7 separate regions of the Mus musculus genome follow, and all the other regions are linked to region 5. A link is a contact called in public HiCAR-type and promoter capture Hi-C data. All regions are on one chromosome and are shown on one strand. Each heading gives the region's core, a stretch centred on a gene start, on an enhancer-like site or on the middle of the called end of the contact. The rest is flanking DNA. Distances are from core to core; before and after follow the strand shown.

What was found. Promoter capture Hi-C pulls out the DNA fragments that hold promoters and counts their contacts. HiCAR-type assays count read pairs that join an accessible place to other places.
Region 1: a contact with region 5 is called in a HiCAR-type map of astrocytes, with 4 times the contacts expected there. The contact joins the promoter of Map6d1 here to the promoter of Septin5 in region 5. A contact is called at or near these places in 4 of 39 promoter capture datasets (cranial neural crest, hippocampal neurons, pre-B cells and 1 more) and 1 of 115 datasets of contacts at active chromatin or transcription factors (astrocytes).
Region 2: a promoter capture Hi-C map of liver shows a contact between it and region 5, with 4 times the contacts expected there. The contact joins the promoter of Rimbp3 here to the promoter of Septin5 in region 5. A contact is called at or near these places in 4 of 39 promoter capture datasets (hippocampal neurons, liver and neutrophils), 1 of 115 datasets of contacts at active chromatin or transcription factors (pancreatic cancer cells) and 1 of 9 other capture datasets (pancreatic islet).
Region 3: a contact with region 5 is called in a promoter capture Hi-C map of hippocampal neurons, with 2.9 times the contacts expected there. The contact joins the promoter of Ypel1 here to the promoter of Septin5 in region 5. A contact is called at or near these places in 1 of 39 promoter capture datasets (hippocampal neurons) and 1 of 115 datasets of contacts at active chromatin or transcription factors (astrocytes).
Region 4: a contact with region 5 is called in a promoter capture Hi-C map of hippocampal neurons, with 4 times the contacts expected there. The contact joins the promoter of Top3b here to the promoter of Septin5 in region 5. A contact is called at or near these places in 1 of 39 promoter capture datasets (hippocampal neurons) and 1 of 9 other capture datasets (adipose tissue).
Region 6: a contact with region 5 is called in a promoter capture Hi-C map of pre-B cells, with 5 times the contacts expected there. The contact joins the promoter of Eif2b5 here to the promoter of Septin5 in region 5. A contact is called at or near these places in 3 of 39 promoter capture datasets (hippocampal neurons, liver and pre-B cells).
Region 7: a contact with region 5 is called in a promoter capture Hi-C map of hippocampal neurons, with 9 times the contacts expected there. The contact joins the promoter of Ece2 here to the promoter of Septin5 in region 5. A contact is called at or near these places in 3 of 39 promoter capture datasets (hippocampal neurons, liver and pre-B cells) and 1 of 115 datasets of contacts at active chromatin or transcription factors (astrocytes).

Annotation. Positions count from the first base shown.
Region 1 is chr16:20,240,090-20,242,789 of GRCm38.p6, reverse strand. It overlaps Map6d1 (MAP6 domain containing 1), which reads left to right and starts at 1,432. Exons shown (of 3, transcript NM_198599.2): 1 at 1,432-1,856. The coding sequence starts at 1,477. It overlaps Gm49566 (a long non-coding RNA gene), which reads right to left and starts at 1,332. Exons shown (of 3, transcript XR_003951848.1): 1 at 1,037-1,332; 2 at 645-909.
Region 2 is chr16:17,206,843-17,209,542 of GRCm38.p6, reverse strand. It overlaps Rimbp3 (RIMS binding protein 3), which reads right to left and starts at 1,408. Exons shown (of 1, transcript NM_001033338.3): 1 at 1-1,408. The coding sequence starts at 829.
Region 3 is chr16:17,068,732-17,071,431 of GRCm38.p6, reverse strand. Ypel1 (yippee like 1) reads right to left here and starts at 1,293. Exons shown (of 5, transcript NM_023249.6): 1 at 1,069-1,293.
Region 4 is chr16:16,869,363-16,872,062 of GRCm38.p6, reverse strand. Top3b (topoisomerase (DNA) III beta) reads right to left here and starts at 1,327. Exons shown (of 18, transcript NM_011624.3): 1 at 1,008-1,327.
Region 5 is chr16:18,628,488-18,631,187 of GRCm38.p6, reverse strand. Septin5 (septin 5) reads left to right here and starts at 1,250. Exons shown (of 12, transcript NM_213614.2): 1 at 1,250-1,380; 2 at 1,527-1,537. The coding sequence starts at 1,338.
Region 6 is chr16:20,497,461-20,500,160 of GRCm38.p6, reverse strand. It overlaps Eif2b5 (eukaryotic translation initiation factor 2B, subunit 5 epsilon), which reads right to left and starts at 1,344. Exons shown (of 16, transcript NM_172265.2): 1 at 1,065-1,344. The coding sequence starts at 1,247.
Region 7 is chr16:20,628,493-20,631,192 of GRCm38.p6, reverse strand. It overlaps Ece2 (endothelin converting enzyme 2), which reads right to left and starts at 1,342. Exons shown (of 19, transcript NM_139293.2): 1 at 1,146-1,342; 2 at 755-841; 3 at 283-412; 4 at 1-96. The coding sequence starts at 1,184. Eef1akmt4-ece2 (Eef1akmt4-Ece2 readthrough) reads right to left here. Exons shown (of 20, transcript NM_177941.1): 3 at 755-841; 4 at 283-412; 5 at 1-96.

The sequences.
Region 1 (2,700 bases), core at 183-2,682, 1.6 Mb before region 5:
ACTAGCCCACTCACTCTTCATCACCAGCTAATTAAAGGACTTGCTGTACCCTTAACTGTTTTAGCAAGAGTGGTGATCTGTGACTTTCTCCCCTGGACTATTTCATAACCATTAACCTTCATTTGCCAGGCTGACTAACCCAAAGCTCAGCTCCACTTCACAAAGTCAGTTGGCTCTGGCTGAGAGAAGACTTTGTGTGTGTGTGTGAGTGGTGGTGGTGGTGGTGGGGTCCACATAATCTTAGTTAGGGTTTTACTGCTGTGAACAGACACCATGACCGAGGCAACTCTTATAAGGACATTTCATTAGGGATGGCTTACAGGTTCAGTCCATTATCATCAAGGTGGGGGCGTGGCAGTGCCCAGGCAGGCATGGTGCAGGCAGAGCTGAGAGTTCTACATCTTCATCTAAAGGCCACTAGGAGAAGATTGGCTCCCACATGGTTAGGAGGAGGGTCTCATTGTCCACCCTGAACAGTGACACACTTCCTCCAACAAGGCCACACCTATTCCAACAAAGTTACACCTCTTAATAGTGGCACTCCCTGGGCCAAACATATTCTAACTACCATACCCATGAATGCACCTTCAGTAAAGGTTTTCCCAACTCCAGACTTAACTGTCAGTATGGGGTCATAGCCAGACCTGGGGTGTTAACCAGCAATGGTATGTCACTCCAGTACAACTTGCAGCTAATGAAGTTGAGGAAGATGAGCTGACCAATGGGCCCAGACTGGGCAGTCCTCCTAGGTGCAGACTGGATGCTTCTCAGGTTCAGCCAGAAGTTGTAACTACCACCACTTCCATGGTTGCAGGTCTGAGTGCATGCAGGATACACTTGGGAAGCCCTTGGAGGGCAGCTGGATGTTTTCTGTATTTAACTGACCTTCATTCAGGCTGGATTATAGCCCTGCAATGGAACGAGCATACATGCACATCAGGGAAAGGAAACCAGTTTGGGGGTTGTAATTACAACCCAGGGAAAGGACGATTGGGAGCTTATGACAGTTCTTAAGGAAAACCGGGTTAGTTGTTACCCATTTATAACAGCACAGTAAACAGCAAATGGAGATTCACGAGCTGACATGGCCCTAAGTTCTCACTTGCATCACCTTCCTGGTTGCCTCCACCCTTTCCACTCTGGGTGGTCGCTGAGTCCGCTAGGCACAGTTTAAATCTATTTTGCAGCCACCCGTGTCCACAAATGCCAACAGAGTTCTCTGGTCCTGCCGCCAGAGCCTTCTTGATGGATTGATTGTTCCTTAAAAAAAAAAAAAAAAAAAGTAGCAGGCTTAGTGACGGTGAGGAAATGCCTCCTTCCGACCTCGCTCTCGATGAAGCCCAGGTCTGATTTCTGAGCTCACATTGGGGGAACTCTGGGTTTAGGACTGCCCGCAGGCCGTCCTTGCGGGGCTCAGGGTTGCGCGGGGGCAGTGGGGTAGTGCGCGCGCGCGGCGCAGGCGCGCGGCCGAGCGGCATGGCGTGGCCCTGCATCAGCCGGCTGTGCTGCCTGGCCCGGCGATGGAACCAGCTGGACCGCTCGGACGTAGCGGTGCCGCTGACTCTGCATGGTTACTCGGACCCCGGGAGCGAGGAGTCGGGCGCAGACTGCAGCGTCTCGCGCGGGAACCCGTCGGTCGCAGGCGCGCGGGAGTCCAGCCGCGCTGTGCCGCTCACCCAGTACCAGCGCGATTTCGGTGTGCGAACCGCGCGCGCCGGGTCCCGGGATGCGGCTCAAGAGCGCCCATCGGGGCCGGGCGGCCGCAGAGGCCAGTCCTCGGCGCCCCCCACCCGGACGGTCTACGTGCTGCCGGTCGGGGACGCGGACGCAGCTGTAGTAGCGACCACGTCTTATAGGTGGGTAGCTGGCTGCGGCAGAGGAATGCTTCGAATCTGGACCTGCGGTGGGAGGAAACGGAGCCCCGAAACGGGGTGGGGGCGGGGAGAGCACGAAGGCTGAATACCACAGGATCTGGAGAGTGACAGGGGAGCTTCGGGGTCATCTTTGGTCTCCTGACACTGCAGGCATCGCCTTGTGTTCCCAATTGCTCCCTACCCTGGGATCCAGGATGAGCGCACCTCGTAAGAGAGCACCCCTCCCTCGATTTGATTCCTCCTCCTTCGGTCTCAGATTGTTCTTTTTTAACTTCTGTGGGGTGAGCAAAGAGGGCGGTGCACAGCCCCTCATCCCACGCCCCACGCCGTGCCCAGGGCCAGTGCCTGCGCTGTTCAAGATCCCACAGAAGGAAGGTCCTTTGCACCCTTAACAGCTTTGGACAACTGAGGACTTCTTGCCTCTTCTTTCTACATAGAAGAGTAATGAATGCTCATAATGGGGGAATTAGAAATAAAAATAACAAATTCTGCCTTAACACCCTCACGCCTCCCCTCCCAAACAGATGGATCTTCCTAATTCTTAGTATACAATGAATGCATACACATTCAGTTTCCTCCACGATCTTATTCTTGCTGTTGCGATGTTTTAAAATATTTAATATATATTAGTGTGGAGAGGGGGGCGAGAGGAGGGGCGAGCAGATCAGAAGACAACTTTAGAAAGTCACTCCTCTTCCCCTTCTGCCATGGATTCCAGGGATCCATCTCTCGGATTGTCAGGCTCACACATTATAACTCCATTACTTTTTTTTTTTTTAACTTAATGTAATGTTTGACCATAGATAGATGTTCTGAATGTTAATAA
Region 2 (2,700 bases), core at 159-2,658, 1.4 Mb after region 5:
ATTCGAGGGAGCCGGCGCGCGTGGGCAGCAGGTCGTTTGGAGAATGAACCCGGACGCCAGTGTTCAGGCTTTCGAGGGATCCGAGTCGACGAGCAGGCTTTGGGGTGCCACCAGTGTTACTCTGGGCTTCTAGGGGCGGCTCTTCCAAGGAATGCGTGGCTTGGGGGTCCGCGGGTCCCGGTAAAGCCGGCTGCCAGCGGAAGTGCTCTAGGATGTATTTAAGGAATAGCTGGCGCTCCACGTCTAGCGCCGCCTGCAGGTGGCGGATGCGCGCGGCTTGTTCGCCGTCGGTCTCCCAGCGCAGCAGCGCCAGCACTTCCTGCAGGCGACAGCGGCATTGTGCCGCGGAGGCTTCGGATGCCCCTGAGCGGCTGCAGTAACCACGGTTCACTAGCTCCTGGGCCAGCTGACGCTGAAGCTCCCTTGCCTGGCGCAATACAACATCGCGCTCCTGGTGTAGCAACTGCTGCAGCTGCCGCATCTCTGCCTCCTTCCAGCGCAGCAGCTGCCGGATCTCGGCCTCACGCTCGCGCTGCACCTCCTCCTGCAGCTGCCGCAGCTCCCGGAGGCGTCGTGCCTCCCACTTGGAGCGCAGATGGTCAGCCAGCTGCTGCCGCTCCTGCTCAGCCGACTCCCGCAGCTGGCGCGTCTGGGTAGCGAAACGCCTCCGTTCCGACCGGCCGCGCGCGCGCTCGCCCTCCAGCTCTGCCCGTAGTTTTTCTAGCTCTCGTCTCTGCTCCTCCAGCACTGCGGCCGCTGGGCCGGGGCTGCTTGGCTTCTTGGGCGACGCGCGGCCACCACCCAAGGGGGTGGGTGAGTCCTTTGTCATTGTGGCCGCAGCCCGGCAAGAAGCCAGAGAGATAGTTTGGTATTGGTAGGCCAGTTAGCCAACGGCCTCCGCCCCCGGCCGCTGCCAACCGCCCCACGCGCCCCTTCCGGCGCCCCTAGGTGCCCTCCGCGCGCCTCTTCCGCCTTGGGGGCGATCTCCCTTATAACCTGTCGCCTCCCCACAGATTGAGTGCCTTTCGCTTCTTCCTAAACTCCTGAGACCCCTTTCAAACTAGCCTCTGAACTTCCCCGGATACCCCGGGCATATTTCGGAGCCCACACATATCTGCTTTAGGGCTTTTGTGACCTGTTCCACTTTCGCCCTGGCAGTGTGCAATCCTTTCCAGAATTAGATCCCCAGTAGGGTTCCTAGATGATCGCTGATCCTGGGCCTGAGTAAAAATGGATTCTGGTCAGATCTCACCTGGCTCTACTAGGGTTTCTGGTCGAGTTTTGAAATTAGGTAAACTTCTTACAAGATCTGCTTAAATTTGTGGTTGAGCTCTGAGCCCTAAGTGGCTATAACTCCTCTGTTCCTACGCAGGACCCAACATGCTAAGCCTTTTCTTTGTTCTTTTTCTTTTCTTTTTTCTTTTTGGTTTTGTTTTTTTGTTTTTTGTTTTTTTGTGTTTTTTTTTTGTTTTTGTTTTTGTTTTTGTTTTTTTTGAGACAGCGTTCCTCTGTGTAGCCCTAGCTGTCCTGGAACTCACTCTGTAGACCAGGCTGGCCTCAAACTCAGATATCCGCCTGACTCTGCCTCCCAAATGCTGGGATTAAAGGCCATCACTGCCCGGTGCCTTTTCTTATATCAACTGAAACTTTGTGTTGTTTGTTTGTTTGTTTGTTTGAGACGTGTGTGTGTGTGTGTGTGTGTGTGTGTGTGTGTGTGTGTGTAGAGCTGGCTGTTCTGGAATTCACTCTATAGAGCAGGCTGTCTCTGCTTCCCCAGTGCTTGGATTGCAGGAGTTGACCAACATGTCTTGCATCTGAGCCTTTTTGAATCAGCAGGTGGCAGTGACTGAGGATTGATTGCACCCACCTCAAACATGCTGGGCAAATTTTATACCACTGAGATTCATATCCTGTCTCTGTTTCTGTCTGTCTCTGTCTCTCTCTCTGTGAAGTAGTAGTAGTACTAGTAGTAGTAGAGACTGAGCCCAAGGTCTCATTTAGTAAGTAATAGGCAAGCACTTTACTATTCATTATATCTTCAGTCTTCAGCCCCTTTAAAAATGTAAGATGTTGGGGCTGGAGAGATGGCTCAGTGGTTAAGAGTACCAAATGCTCTTCCGAAGGTCCTGAGTTCAAATCCCAGCAACCATATGGTGGCTTACAACCATCTGTAACAAGATCTGATGCCCTCTTCTGGAGTGTCTGAAGACAGCTACAGTGTACTTACATGTAATAAATAAATAAATCTTTAAAAAAAAAAGTAAGATGTTAAGATGAGCAGTGGTGGTATATCCTTTTAATCCCACCATTCAGGAGGAGGAACCAAAGCCATGTTTTCTGCAAGATCAGCAAGCACCCATAACCCTTGAGCCATCTTTCCAGCTCCCCAAAACATTAAAAAAAAAATATATATATATATATAGTCTCACTCTGTAGCTCTGGATGGCTTAGAACTGATGTCTACTGGGCTATCCTAGAAGTCACAGAGACCTTGCCTGGAATAAAGGTATGCAGCACCATGCATGAATGTCTGTTTGAAGTTTCTGGTGGTGGTGGTAGTAGTGGCGATGGTGGAATTTTTTGTTTTGTGTTTGTCTTTGTTTTGGAGACAGGGTCTGGTCTTTCTATGTCCTGGCTGACTTGGAAGTTGCTATGTAGACCAGGCTGGGCTCAAACTCACAAAGATCAACTTGCCTCTGC
Region 3 (2,700 bases), core at 44-2,543, 1.6 Mb after region 5:
GAACACATAGACCTAGGGATCCTGGTAGCAAAACTCTTCAAATACAGCACCCCTGACTTTTTTAAGAGCCCACAGTATGGCTGGAGAGATGGGCTGACATCCTTTAGCACCTGCTGCTCTTGTGGAGGATCCATAACTTCGGCTCTAGGGGATCCGATGCCCTCTTCTGGCTTCTCTAGATACCAGGCACACACACGGTGAATATACATGTGTGTGTGTGTTTATTTATTTGTACCCCACCATACACATGCACACAGACACCCACTGGACCAGCCCCTAGGGGAGAGGGAGACGGGTACTCAGCAAACATTTGTTAACACATCTACCAGAACACAGCAGAGGTAAAGGGCCCTGGGTGATGGGTGAGGGTGGCTTACTCAGAGGGGCCTGGAGAAGTTCCCCAGAGGAGGTGAGCCTGGTCTTGGAACTTCAGCGGAGCGAGGAGGAGTATGGTCAATTCTTTGACAAGATACATTAGTTAAGGTGAATACATTGTGGATACTTATAAGGCAACTGAATTAGAAAGACCTTGGGCTGAAAAATGATGTTTTCAACGTCTATTATCTATCCAAAACAGAATTCTGCCGGCTTTCTATCCTGGAGCTCAGTACACGATCGAAGATGACCATTTGTGCAGTTATTGAGTAGAGAATATCTTATTTAGTTGCTACTGTTAGCAATTTACATTGATAAAGCCTAGAGCCACAAGTGGTAAACAATGAGGACAATTCCCTTTAGTTATTATTGTACAGGCAACTTGAAAATGCCACCCCATAATATTCTTTTATTGGAGGTATCTTCTGTATTTATTTCTTTCCCCATTTTTTAAGGTAGGGGAAAAAACAATGGGGGGGGGGGGGCGAAGAAAAAAGAAAGAAAGAAAGACCGGGATTTTGCGTTGTCTTCTAATGACCCAAATACCAACAGTTCGGAACATCAGAACAAAAAGTCAACGCATCCTCCGCACTCCCGCCCGGCCCGCCCGCGCCCAACAGGTGCTTCCCCGCCTCCCGGAGCCGGAGATCCTCAGGTCTCCGCAGAGAACCCCTGAGGCCCGCCCGTACTCACGGCCGCTCCGCGGTCCGCTGCGCCCATCCGGCCCAGGCTCGGTCGGCGCGAGCTCGGTTTTCAGGCGGTCCCGGTGTGACCCGGGACGCGCTCCGGCCGTTGGCGCCCACTCCGGGCGCGAGGCATCCTCCTGCCGCCGCCTCGCGGGCCGCCTGCCCTTTGTTTTGGACCCGTAGCCCAGCCCAGCCGCCATAAACGGCCTCGGAACGTGGCGATGCCCAATCAGTGTCCGAGCCCCGCCCTCGCGTTCCCGCCGCTCCGCCCCTCCACGCTCCCCGCCCCTCGCCCTGCCCCACGCGTCCACCCGCGCCCCGCTGCGCTCGGGGGACTGGGCTGGAACGTGTCCGGGTGGAGCTCGCCAGGAGTCCGGTGGGCTGGCCTGACGAGGAACCCAGGCGAACCGGCAGGTCGCGGGGCCGGTGGGGAGGTAGGGTCCTGGAAGGCCAAAGGACCGAGATTTTCCACAGGTTTGCGCCTCAGGCTGCAGGCAGGAGGACCTCTGCAGCTGGGTCCCTAGAGCGCAAGCTTCTTCCCTCTCTCCATACTGACCACCCTTTCTCCACTCTCCAAGTCGCCATCCAAGAGCCTCCAGGTCTGCGTGGACTTGAATTATGGAACCCCAGATTAGATTTCCTACCCACAAAACACAGGCAGTATCACCCAGTCTCCATGCCCACATCTGCGCTTCTTCTGTTATTTTTTTCTTAGTCTCTTTAGATCGATTTTTCAAAGCACACTGCTGAGGGTGAATGTACACATTGCAGGACGTATTTGCGCCCTCTAGAGTGTGCTTGTTAGGATTTATTGTATTGAGGATACCCCTAATTGATTAGATTGTGGGCCCTTTGAGTTGCCATTTACTTAGTGAGTCTCCCAAGTGACTGATTACTCTATTTTTGTATTCGTCCTAGCTAGGGAGTCTCATGTTTTTTTGGCTTTTAGAATATGATCTCTGTAATTCTGTAATTCAAGCTGGCCTCAACTATGTAGCTCAAACATGATCTTGAACTTTATATTTTAAGCTTATTGTGTGAATAAGCACATGCCTGTGCACCAGAGGTTAGCTCTGCTTCTCACCTACCATATTGATCCTGGATTTGAACTCAGGTCAGCAGGCTTGATAGCGGCACCCTCACTCACTGAACCATCTGGCTGACTCTTCTATTTTTAAAGAATTTAAGCGGGAGAGATGGCTCAGCAGTTAATAGCACTGACTGCTCTTCCAGAGGTCCTGATTTCAACTCCCAGCAACCACATGGATTGCTCACAACCATCTGTAACGGGATCTGATGCCCTCTTCTGGTGTGTCTGAAGACAGCGACAGTGTATTCACATACATGAAATAAATAAATCTTTTAAAAAATGTGTTTTTTTTAATAGCTTAGAAAATAGTAGGTTTATATACGGCATTTTCCTATTTCCTTAGCATTGGTTAGGCCTCCTCCAGCCTTCCTTTCCTACCCATCCCACTTCTAACACCTACCTGTTCATATCATGGATACTCCAGTGCCCTTTTCCAGCGTCCTGACTTCTGGAAGCACTCCAGGAAAAACACACAAATCCAAACATTTCAAGCAGCTAGAATCTGCTTTGAGAGAGAACATGTATCATTTGATCTTCAACATTTTTTCT
Region 4 (2,700 bases), core at 78-2,577, 1.8 Mb after region 5:
TTATATATGATCACTTAAATAAGACTCCTTAACATAAACCTACATGATATACCAAGTCTTTTCTGCCAAGGCTCTGACACTATAGTTTGTCCTATTCTGGAGTTAGGTAAGCAAAGGGCTATTTAGGTGTGGATTGCAAAGAGAGAATAGCAAGACAACCTGCCCATTCTTTGCCACACCTCACTAATCAGTGTCCCTTGGAAAGCACTGTAAATATGGAGGTTTCTTTTTGTATTATGTAGTAGTGGATTTAACTTGAGGAGCCCCAAAAGGGGTCAGCAAAGCATGGGAAATCTAAGAATTTAACACTTCAGTGACTTTTAATCACCTACAGATCCAGGAAAATAAGCCTGTCTCTTAACTCCTTCTTTGTATCTAGTATGCTGCAGCTCTGTCTACCAACATTGCTATAAAATAGGAGTTAAAGTTAAACAAACAAATAAACAGTTATTTTGTGTGTGGATATGTATGGGCACGCACATGCTGCCGGTCACAGGTCAGAAGACAAATTGTGGGATTCAGCTCTCTCTTTTTACAACGTGAGTTCCCGGGGTCGGAACCTTGGTTGTAAGAGCGCTGAGCCATCTCATCATCCTAGTTTAAAAAGCCAGAATAAATCGCAGTGCATAACAATTCAGACTAGCGACAAGGGACCTTGGCGAACGGTGAAAATTCCCCCCTTTCTCTGGCTATCAAATCCAAGTCGTCCTGGCTTTTCACAGTCCTGTTCCCAAAGGCCGGGTTCCAAATAGGTTAAGAGAGGTCATCCGTTCTTCCCTATGCATAACTAGCTGGCCCTCGACTCTAGCTCATTGGTTTACCCAAGTTTTCTCCTAATCTGCAGAGATCAAGTCCGAGAACAGCCTGGGTCTCCAGACAGAGCAGGCTCCGGGAGGCAGCGAGTGGAACCTTCGGATAAGAACGCAAACCGCAGGCCTGAGCCTCTGTGGGCAGCACAACTTCCCTGAGCCGGTTTCCCTACCCTCAACTAGGGGGAAACGTCTCACCTCGGGGCCGCGGGGAGCTCGTTGGAAAAGCGACCACTGCCCACTAAACGCGGCTCCACCGCCGCCCAGAGGCCCCACGGCGAGGGCTGGATGGCGAAAAAGCCGCGCCAGGGCAGGACCCTCCCCCACGCCCCCGCCCGGGTCGGAGCGCTGCTACCATTCCGGAAATGCCTGGGGAAAGCCAGCGTCTTCCGCTTCCTCGAGCAGCCAGCATCCCACTGCTCACCCGCCGTGCCGCTGCGCCTCTCGCTCCGGCTGTGCTTTCCCCGGTGGCCACTCACGAACTCACTTCCGGCTCTGTCCGTCTGTGGCGTCCCCTCATCTGCCCTCCGATGTCGACACTAAGGTGTCTGCAAGTTCCGAGGCTGGTGAGTTCCGGGTGCCTTGCTGTCTGCTTCCTGTTGGGAGCAGCAGGGGCTCCCCAAGTCTCCATTGTGTCTCCAAAAAATCATCCGGAGAAGACATTAATGACGATTGTCAGTATGATTACGAGAACTGATGAAAATATGCAATTAATGATTAAAATAAAAATGTAAAGTTTATTTTTATTTGATATGCATTGGTGTTTTGCTTGCATATGCACATCCGTGCGGGGGTGTCAAATTCCCTGGAACTGGGGATAGTTGTGAGCTGCCATATGGGTACTGGGAATTGAACCCAGGTCCTTAACCACTTAACCAGCCCAATAATTAAAATAATTTAAACATTTCAGATAGCAGGCTTTTTCAGTGTTAGCAACATCTGTGAGCGGGATGGTGGCTCTTACCAGGAATCAAGCAATCAGAAGGTTGAGACAGCGAGTTAGAGGTCATTCAGGGCTACATAGTGAATTTCATTCCAGCTTGGGACTATAGGCTATACAAGACAAAACAAAACAAAGCACCTTTTAAAATTTTGAAGACCACACTACTTGTGTTAATGTATCTGGAAGATAATATGTAATTTTTTTAGAGTATTAGAATTATGGAAGTTTTAAAATAGTTTTGATGACTTTATTAGCATACCGTTTTTTAATAGCCTGGTATGGTGGCTCACAACTTTGATCTCGGCACTTGGGAGGCAGAGAAAGGCAGATTTCAGTGAGTTCGAGGCCAGCCTCATCTGCACATTGAGTTCCAGAATAGCCAGCCAGAGCAAAATAGTGGGATCCTGTCTTAAAAAAAAAAAAAAATATATATATATATATATGTATGTATATATTCAGATTGTCTCATTATGTAGCCAAGGCCATCCTGGAACTCACTGGAACTCACTGTGGACCCAGGCTGGCCTCAAACTTATGTTTTTAAGCCATCCTTTTGTTACCAAGACTGGCTATGACAGCCCCAACTTGTCAACGAGACAAGTAAGAAACCTATAAGATGGCTCAGCAGGCAGACAGTGGCTGCCAAGCTGGCCATGTGAACACAAAAGAAATGAAAATAAAAATGTAATTAAAAGAGATAATACTAAAAAGCAGAGGAAGGAGATTTATTTAGTGTGCTCACATATGGTAGAGGAACATCTAAAGAGGCCCAGTGACTGCTCCCACACATATTTGGGGTCTGATATGAGGCTTAGGTTTAAGGAGAAAACTCTTGTCCCCTTTACCAGGCATTTAAAGTGAACTACAGATCTGCTTATTTGGGGCTCAGCCTCTCAAGGGGAGTTGAGGTCACTCTCCCTCAGGGAGACAAGCCCGCAGTCCTGGGTT
Region 5 (2,700 bases), core at 1-2,500:
CCACTTTGTTTCTGCCGTTGGAGTGACAGTAACAGTCAGCTCAGGCTTAATGTCCTAGCTTTCCTTCGTGGGTTTCTCCAGACTCAGAACTGGCAAGCTCAGAAGTCCTGACATTGTGTTTCTGTCCCTGCCTCAGACTGCACATATTCCTCTAACAGAGTTCCAAATTCCCCCAAGAACGCCATGAAAAAAGTCACTGGTGAAGCCAAACCTAAGAGATGTGTAGACACTTTTACTTCTACATTGTTTTATACACAAAATGATTAGCACTTGATCACGTGTGAGTGCCCTCTCTAGATCCCAAAGATGCACCACAGTGTGTCATATGCCCCATCTGATCCTTAGGCTGTAGAAGAAAGATTTGGACAATGGAACATCCCTACCCTGGTCACAGACTCTCTGGTGAGGTTTAAGCCACCACCTGGGATGTGACAGTAACACAGAAGTTATTCACACCGTGGGTCACTTAGTCCTATCAACTTTTTGAAGATTCAGAGTCACAGCATCTTCATGCATAAATGTGGCTCTGAGCATGGACTTGTCTTTATGTGTCCCTCAGCCCCCTTCAACCCCTCTCCAGGGGGGTAGCTGGGGAGAGCACAGATCACAGAAAACCGGGACCAGAGCTGGAGCAAGGAGGGCTAAGGTGGCCTTCGGATTGTGTCCTTCTAGCCATACACCTCAAGTACTCCCATCTTACAACCACACCCTGCCTGCCGTGTGCTTTCCATCTTGCCCAGGCGTTTGTGTGTGTCCAGTGTAGAATGCCTAGCACCCAGCAGACTGCAGGAGAGCTCGGGTTCTGGACTTGTGCTCAATGTACCAAGGGTAGGGCTCCAGGTCTGCCCCTTCCAAATGCTTCTTGATGGGGTGAAAAAGGGGTCTTTATATCACCTGAACTCATTCATCGGCTGCATGAAGCACAGTCCTGGGACATGCTTTATAGAATGGCCACTCGATGGAAGGTCAGAGGCCCAGGAACCAACCGGCTTCCAGCGACAGCCAAGGGAGAACAGAGTCTAGGCCTGGGCTAGATGACAGGAAGGGGAGGGGGCGTTCCGGACGAAGCCGTGGGAATAGCCCGGCTGCACTCGCGCGGCCGGGAGAACCAAAGGCCTGGGGGGAACCACAGCGGGACGCCTCAGTCCCCGCCCCCACCGGCCTCTCCGGGTCGCGCGTGGGCGCGGCGGGCGCCGATTGGCTGGCGGGCGCGCGGGCGGGGCGGGTGGTGGCGGCGCGGAGGGGCGGGTCACCCCTCAGCCGGCCTCGGCCTCCACCGCTGGTCGCCGCGCCCCGCCCGCGCGCCCGCCGCCACACGTCCCCCGCCGGCGGCCACCATGAGCACAGGACTGCGGTACAAAAGCAAGCTGGCGACCCCAGGTGAGCCCAGAGCCTGTCCGCGTGCCCGCGCTCCTTTGTCCCCGCCGCCCGCCCGCCTCTCACCGTCTGTCTCCGTCTCTCCCCTGCCCGCCGGCCCGGACCCTCCCGGACCCGCCCGGACCCGGATCACGACCCGGACCATGCAGAGGACAAACAGGTACTGGCGTTGCGCCGCTCGGCCGGTGGTGAGATCGGACCGGCTGTCACCCATTGTGGCACCGATGCTGGTGGCGCCCAGGCGTGACCCCGCCCCCGCCGGCCGTCACCCAGTCCTTTGGCGTTAATCGATTGTCTGTAGGGGCAGCGCCGCTGCTCCTGGGGCTACGGAGGGGAAGTGTAGGCACTGCGCTTGGTTCCCTGACCTGTATAGCAGCGGCCTAGGCACCTCCCCAGAAAGGGAGGCTGGGATAAGGGCCTCTCTCCTCTAGTCCAGGGCCAGCATCCCCTTTTTAACCTGACCGGAAGGCCTCGTGCTGGGGGTCCTGGGTGAGGCTGTAGTTATGACAGGCCAGGAATGGGGGGGGGGGCCCACCAGTCTCCTGAGCAATACCATGGGGCCTCTGCTTCATGCCCATGCACCTTTGGGTGTCTCTCTTCTGTGCCTAAATTTATGCTCACTAGTCTTTGGCAGAGCATCTTCCAAGACCTGGAACTTGCAAGGCTCCCCATCTGAGTCATCCTAGCACTAGCCCTCCAAACCTTGAGTACAGCCAGGCTGTGGCCTTCCAGAGGGGGGCTAGCCTGATTTCCCCACCCCAGGGAAAGTACCAGCCTACCGGGTAACCTGTGAAAATCCAAAGGAGCTGAGGGTTGTGAAACCAGAGTGCTGTGGAAGTGGGTGACCAAAGGGATGTCCTCTGTGGCTTGAGCTAGGCCCTGTTTGAAGATGGGGTGGGGGAGGCCCAATTCTGACACCAGAAGGCTTCAGCAAGCCTTGCTGGGGATGGGTGTTCTCGCCTAGCATTGGACTCCAGAGTACTAGACCAGAGTACATCATCAGACAGAGCAAAAGCAGCTGGCAGATGGGGTGAGCCGGAGAGTCACAGTCTCCTGGCAGGGACATGCCCCGCCCAAGGCTGATGAGACTCACTGGGAGGGGCTCCCCCAGGAGAACTGCCTCCCCATCCCAGTAAGCCAGACAAAGCCCGATGGGGACACATGCTATTGTGTAAGGGAGAGGGGGGCCAGAGGCTAGGAAGGCAAGGACCTAGGCTTCTCCTGGGCCTCTGGAAGGTCTTCCAAGTCACCTGGCTGGGGTACTTGCTGCTTAGCACCATCCATGTTCTCCTGTCTGTTGCTGCTAGGATGGAGACCCCTCCC
Region 6 (2,700 bases), core at 95-2,594, 1.9 Mb before region 5:
TGAGATCTTCAAGTCAGGATTATACTTTGGTATACTTTGGTTTGCAGACACTATAATCGACTTTATCCTTTTATTCTAAAGCAAACAGGCTCTAAGGGTCAGTCTAAGGCTCTGGAATTTGAGCCTAGTAGGCATGGTATCAGACACAAACATGTTCTAGGAGCCCAGTGCTGGCATTAAGGACAAATGTTGGCCCTAAGTCATAGCTCTAGAACTCTAAGCACTAAGGTCTTCTTCATAGAATTTCCTTCTATTGTTCTATTGCCACTAAGAGTCACAGAAATCATTCAAACACTTGTCAAAAATGAACAGTCGTTAGCCTTAGGAATTCTTTTTTTTTTTTTTTTTTTTTTGTGGTTTTTTGAGACAGGGTTTCTCTGTATAGTCCTGGCTGTCCTGGACCTCACTTTGTAGACCAGGCTGGCCTCGAACTCAGAAATCCGCCTGCCTCTGCCTCCCGAGTGCTGGGATTAAAGGCGTGCGCCACCACGCCCGGCTATTAGGAATTCTTAAGTCAAAGGCAAATCCCTATTTGAATGAACTATGGATTGCTGAGCGACCCAGTAGTCTGCAAGCGCAATGCCTATTTCCTATGTCTAGGTAATTCCTAGACTGATGGCAACCCACTGGGGTCCCCTTTCAGCAGATGGGAGGAAAACAGCCTGCTGAGAGCTAGCCTTTTTTCCTTTAGGAATATATTACCATTGCCTTTATCTAAAGCAATTTCTTTAAATTGCCCATGTCCTGCAAGGTTAAAGACAGTGGAGGCCCCTCTTGTGCTACTAAATCCCCCGGGGAAGCCTTCTTTCAAGCATTGATTCTACACACAGCCCTCTCCATCCTTCCCAAGGCTGGGTGTATAGCCCTGCGAGAATCCATGTGTGCTAGTTACTCATCTGATCGGACAGCCTCCGAGGTTTCAGTCGGTCTCTCCACCTTTTCCTAACCAGATAAGCTCAACTTGAGGGTAACTTCCAGAGCACGCTTCACTAACCAGCTGCAGTGGCAACCTGCGGCCCCGCTACCCTCGAGGCCGGCAGACTGCTCGCGAGCCGGGTGCTCACCCGAGGCTGGTCCTTGGAGATGGGGAAGAAGCGGCGGTTGAAGCTATCGGCCACTAGAACTGCCTGGAGGGGCGGCGGCGGCTCCTCCTCCGCACCTTGGGTTCCCCCGCCGCCCGAGCCGCCGCCGCCGCGTTTGCTCGCTCGGCCGGCCGCAGCGCCAGGCACCGCCGCAGTGGCTGCCATCTTGCTTCGCAGCCAGCACGTCCGCCGGGAAGTCACACGGCACGCAGTAGGGGACAAAAAGGACTCACAGTCAAAACGCGAAGGTGTAGTTGCAGGGAGAGAAAGAGGAAGGAATGCGCATGTGTGTACCAGCAGACCCCACCCACCCCGTGCAAGACCAGGGCGTGGCTGACCGCAGTAGGTGCTACTGGGAGGTGTATGCACCCCAGAGGGGTGAGATCCCACCGTTGTCTACTTAGTCAGTGAGTGCTGTTGGATTGGACAAGCTAAGAAGGCAGCGAGCTGGATAGGCTTGTGATCGCTGGGCAGGAGCCTACAGCTCCTCTGCCCAGAGTAGGATAAAATTTGTAGTTCTCAGGGATTGGAGAGATCACTCAACAGTTAAGAGCACTTACTGCTCTTGCAGAGGATCCACGTTCTGCGCCTGGCGCTCACGTGGTAGCAAGCAACTATTCACAATTGCAATTCCAGGGTGTCCGACACACTTTCGACCGGGCACTGGATGCCTGTGGAAAACACTCATCCACATAAATCTAAATATAAAATGAAGCTCCCCACTTGCAGTCTAGTAATCTAAGGGGATCTGGCATCTTTGGGAGGGAAACCACGATCTGCACAAATACTGGACATGGAGGCAGGCTGTAGATTTTTACTGAACACACACCTATTATGGGTGCTCCCTCCCCCCTTGCCAGAAATACGACCTAGAGCGACAGGCATTTCTTAAACCCTCAAATCGGAACCAAGGGAGCACGCCCAACTAGTGAGTGGAAAAACTGCTGCTGGAGCTCATCTGACTCCCATGGTTCTGAAAGAGTAGTAAACTCAGTGCTCCAAGGTATGCTAATCATAAAACAGATAGCGACATTCCTCCACCCACCGGCTTCCTGGGTTCAAAGAGTGTTAATTCAAAGAAAGTCACCCTGACCCACTCTGACCATTGCTGGAACCTGCAATGCAAATGTGCTATCGTTAGGGGCTCTTAGAAACTGTCTTGAGAGTTAACAATTACCAGGTATTCCTTGTGACACCTGTGACTCTGTACTTCCTTGTGACTCTTAACTGGTATTTTTGGTATTTTCCAACAACGCCCTTCCCACCTCCTTGAGTTGTGGTTCCTTCCTTTAAATACCCCCTTATCCAGCTACTCGGGGCGCCACAGTCCTCTACCCCTGCGTGGTGTATGACCGTGGGCCCGAGAGCGCTCTTGAATAAAAATCCTCTTGCAATTTGCAGCAAGACCGTTTCTCGTTGGTGATTTTGGGGTGTCGCCTCTCCTGAGTCAGAACGTGGGGGAGTCCTCACGTTGTGGGTCTTTCAGTTCCACAAGCGTTATCCCAGATGAGGCTGGATCTAAGAGCAGGAGTAAACTGGGTAGGACTGGGGCGTAGTAGCAAGCTTTTCAGGCTAGACTGAAGTGGAGCAGCAGGTTTTGGTAAAAGAAGCCGTGGCC
Region 7 (2,700 bases), core at 93-2,592, 2.0 Mb before region 5:
AGTCCTGACAGGGGCTCACCCCACGGTCTAGAGACTCCAGGATTTTTCCAGCTACTCGAATGCAGGCTTCTGTGACGCAGGTGCTATGGGCTGGGTCTGTGGCAAGAGACATGGCAGAAGGCAGGAGACTATCAATCGGGGTGGAAGAAGCAAAACCTTTTGAGAAGCCGATGACAGCAGGAAGTTGGAAAGGCTAGCCCCAAAAAGAAAAATATTGAGAGGACTTTCAGGTTTTGGCCCCCCTTAGCTGTGAGGGCTGCCAACAGGTGTGAACCCACCTACCTCTGTGGACCCACAGAGCCACGAGGCAGCCCAAAAGAAGGGCAGCCAACACTAGAATGAGGCCTGCCAAGACCAGCTCCAACTGTGTGTGTGAACCAAACAGTTGTCTTGTCCTCTTCTGGAATCCCACCTGGGGAACACAGGACAGGCGCAATTGAGTTGCATCGCAAGGACCCAATATCGCAGAAGTCCTCCCAGAAAATAAAGATATGAAGAAGGTACAGCCAGTTTCCAGAGTGATGGAGCAAATAGCGAGTGGGGGTTAACTTCGGGCCCAAAAGCAAAGAGGCAGGTGGAGCCTGTTTTGTGCAACGTCATGGCTTTGAAATGCCTCACTACAGTCCTGGCGCAGAGGCCAGAGATGGAGTGGAAACCAGGACAAGCGACCCACTAGAACAGCCACATGGTTACTGCAGGCAGGCATCATGCCAAAGGTGAGGCCTGATGAGAAAAGGGGAACCCCTTTGCCCACCTCCAGTGAGTCCCGGGTGGCCCTGCCTTCAACTGTAATCTCTGGTGATTCTTCATCCCGAAGCTTAGCACGTTTGTACTCCACCATCTGCAAACAGTTCGGAGCACCAACTGAGGTTGGGCAGCTAGGCCTTCTGCCCAAGGCCCTGCTCGGGTGTCCCTCGCTGGACCGGCTTCCTCCTTTCATGCACAGAGGGACCTTCCCCGGGTGTCAGACTCTCAGACTAGGGTCCCCTCTGACACCATCCCTCTCCAACCCGCAGAAGAAGCGCCATCACCGAGGCAAGCCGGGGTCCCAGCCAGACGCTGCCAGTTCACTCACACCCGCCCCTCCACACTTTGTGCCCTCTCCACCCGGGTCCTCTCCCCTGGAGTCCAGGGCCATCACTCACACTGCCTCCGCCACCCAACTCGTGCAGCGCGACGTTCATGGTGGAGTGGAGCAAGGCCGGGCCGCGCCTTAGGGCTGGGCGAGGTTGACCCGCCCAGGAACTACGGCCCAGGCCACCCGCTGAACCCCGCCGCTGCCCTCCATCACAGTCACTGCTGCAGCCCCTGGCTTGGCCGCGGCGGCCCGGCTTTCTCAGGTCTCCCCGACCCAGCGGCGCGCCCGGGGGTGGGAGCGAGGGGGAGGGGCGGAGCGCGCGCGGCTCCCCGCCAGCATCCGCGCCCAGACCACGTTCCGCGCAACCGCTGCTCTCCATCAAGCCTGAGAGCCCCTCAGGCAAGCCACCCATAATTTGCTTCCATTTGGTTGAGGCCCAATCATTGCTAATTTTTTTTTTTAACCCGGACTTTCCAAATTTCAGGCCTTCAATACTTTTAAACACCATAGAGGAGTTATGTCCCAGAGAGGAACCCCTTTACCTAGCAGAATGTCTGCAGGGTCTTTTTTTTTTTTTTTTTTTTTTACAGCAGGAAACCACAGGCAGTTCACCTCTATACAGGTGTCCATAGGATATCTACAACAGCACAAGGCTCCAAGCACAAAGAAACTCTAAAGCAACTATTCTGAATTTTCACAATGTATATACAGAAAAGCCCACTGTCATTGGGGATACACACAAGCACATACCAAGTGTTACGGCAGCATGCACTATACACACAGCTCACACTAATGCCGCTCTTACACATTGCTTCAAGATGGCACTTTCACTCTCCAAGATAATTGCCGTCATCGGATCATCTCATAAAGGGAGGGTTACAGATGGTGACAAATTGGCAGGGAAAAAAACAGCCATGCACAGATATTTAAAGAAAAGACATGCTAACACTTCCAACTCAGGAAGGCAAGCGATTTTATTTGGGAGGTTTACAAGAGGGAAAAAAAAAATCACCAAGCAATATTTAACTGAAACGCAACAGTGTGGTATCCATGCATCACCATCTGCCTTCCATATTGTCATTCCTTAAACAGGCAGGCGAGTGTTACAGTCTGTTGCGCCAAGGAGTGCCTCATGTTTTTTACAGTGCTGCGGAGGGAACGGGGACACCAAAGCATTGCCTCCTCTTCCTCTCCCTAACCAGGAGAATACCAAACCGTGATCTGAGGCAGCCTTAAGTAGTGAGTGGCAATGGATACTCATTTATTGATTCACACCTAAGTTCTCAGACATCTTATTGCAAGTGGTGCTAGCGTGGGCTATTCTTGAGACTGAGAAACGATGCAAGATGAATGGATTTGGCTGAGAAGTGCTAGACTGCTTTCTTAGGAACTGTTCCATCCCCAAATTGCATGTTCTCAAACAAGACAGAGCACAGTGTCACTGTTAGGATGAACAATTCTGGGTTTAGACTCAGTTTCCCCATCTGTAAAATGGAAATAAGAGTAGTATTTAGGCAGTGGTGGCACACTCCTTTAATTCTAGCACTGGGGAGGCAGAGGCAGTTGGATCTCTGAGTTCAAGGCCAGCCTGGCCTACAAAGTGAGTTTCAGAGGACCCAAGG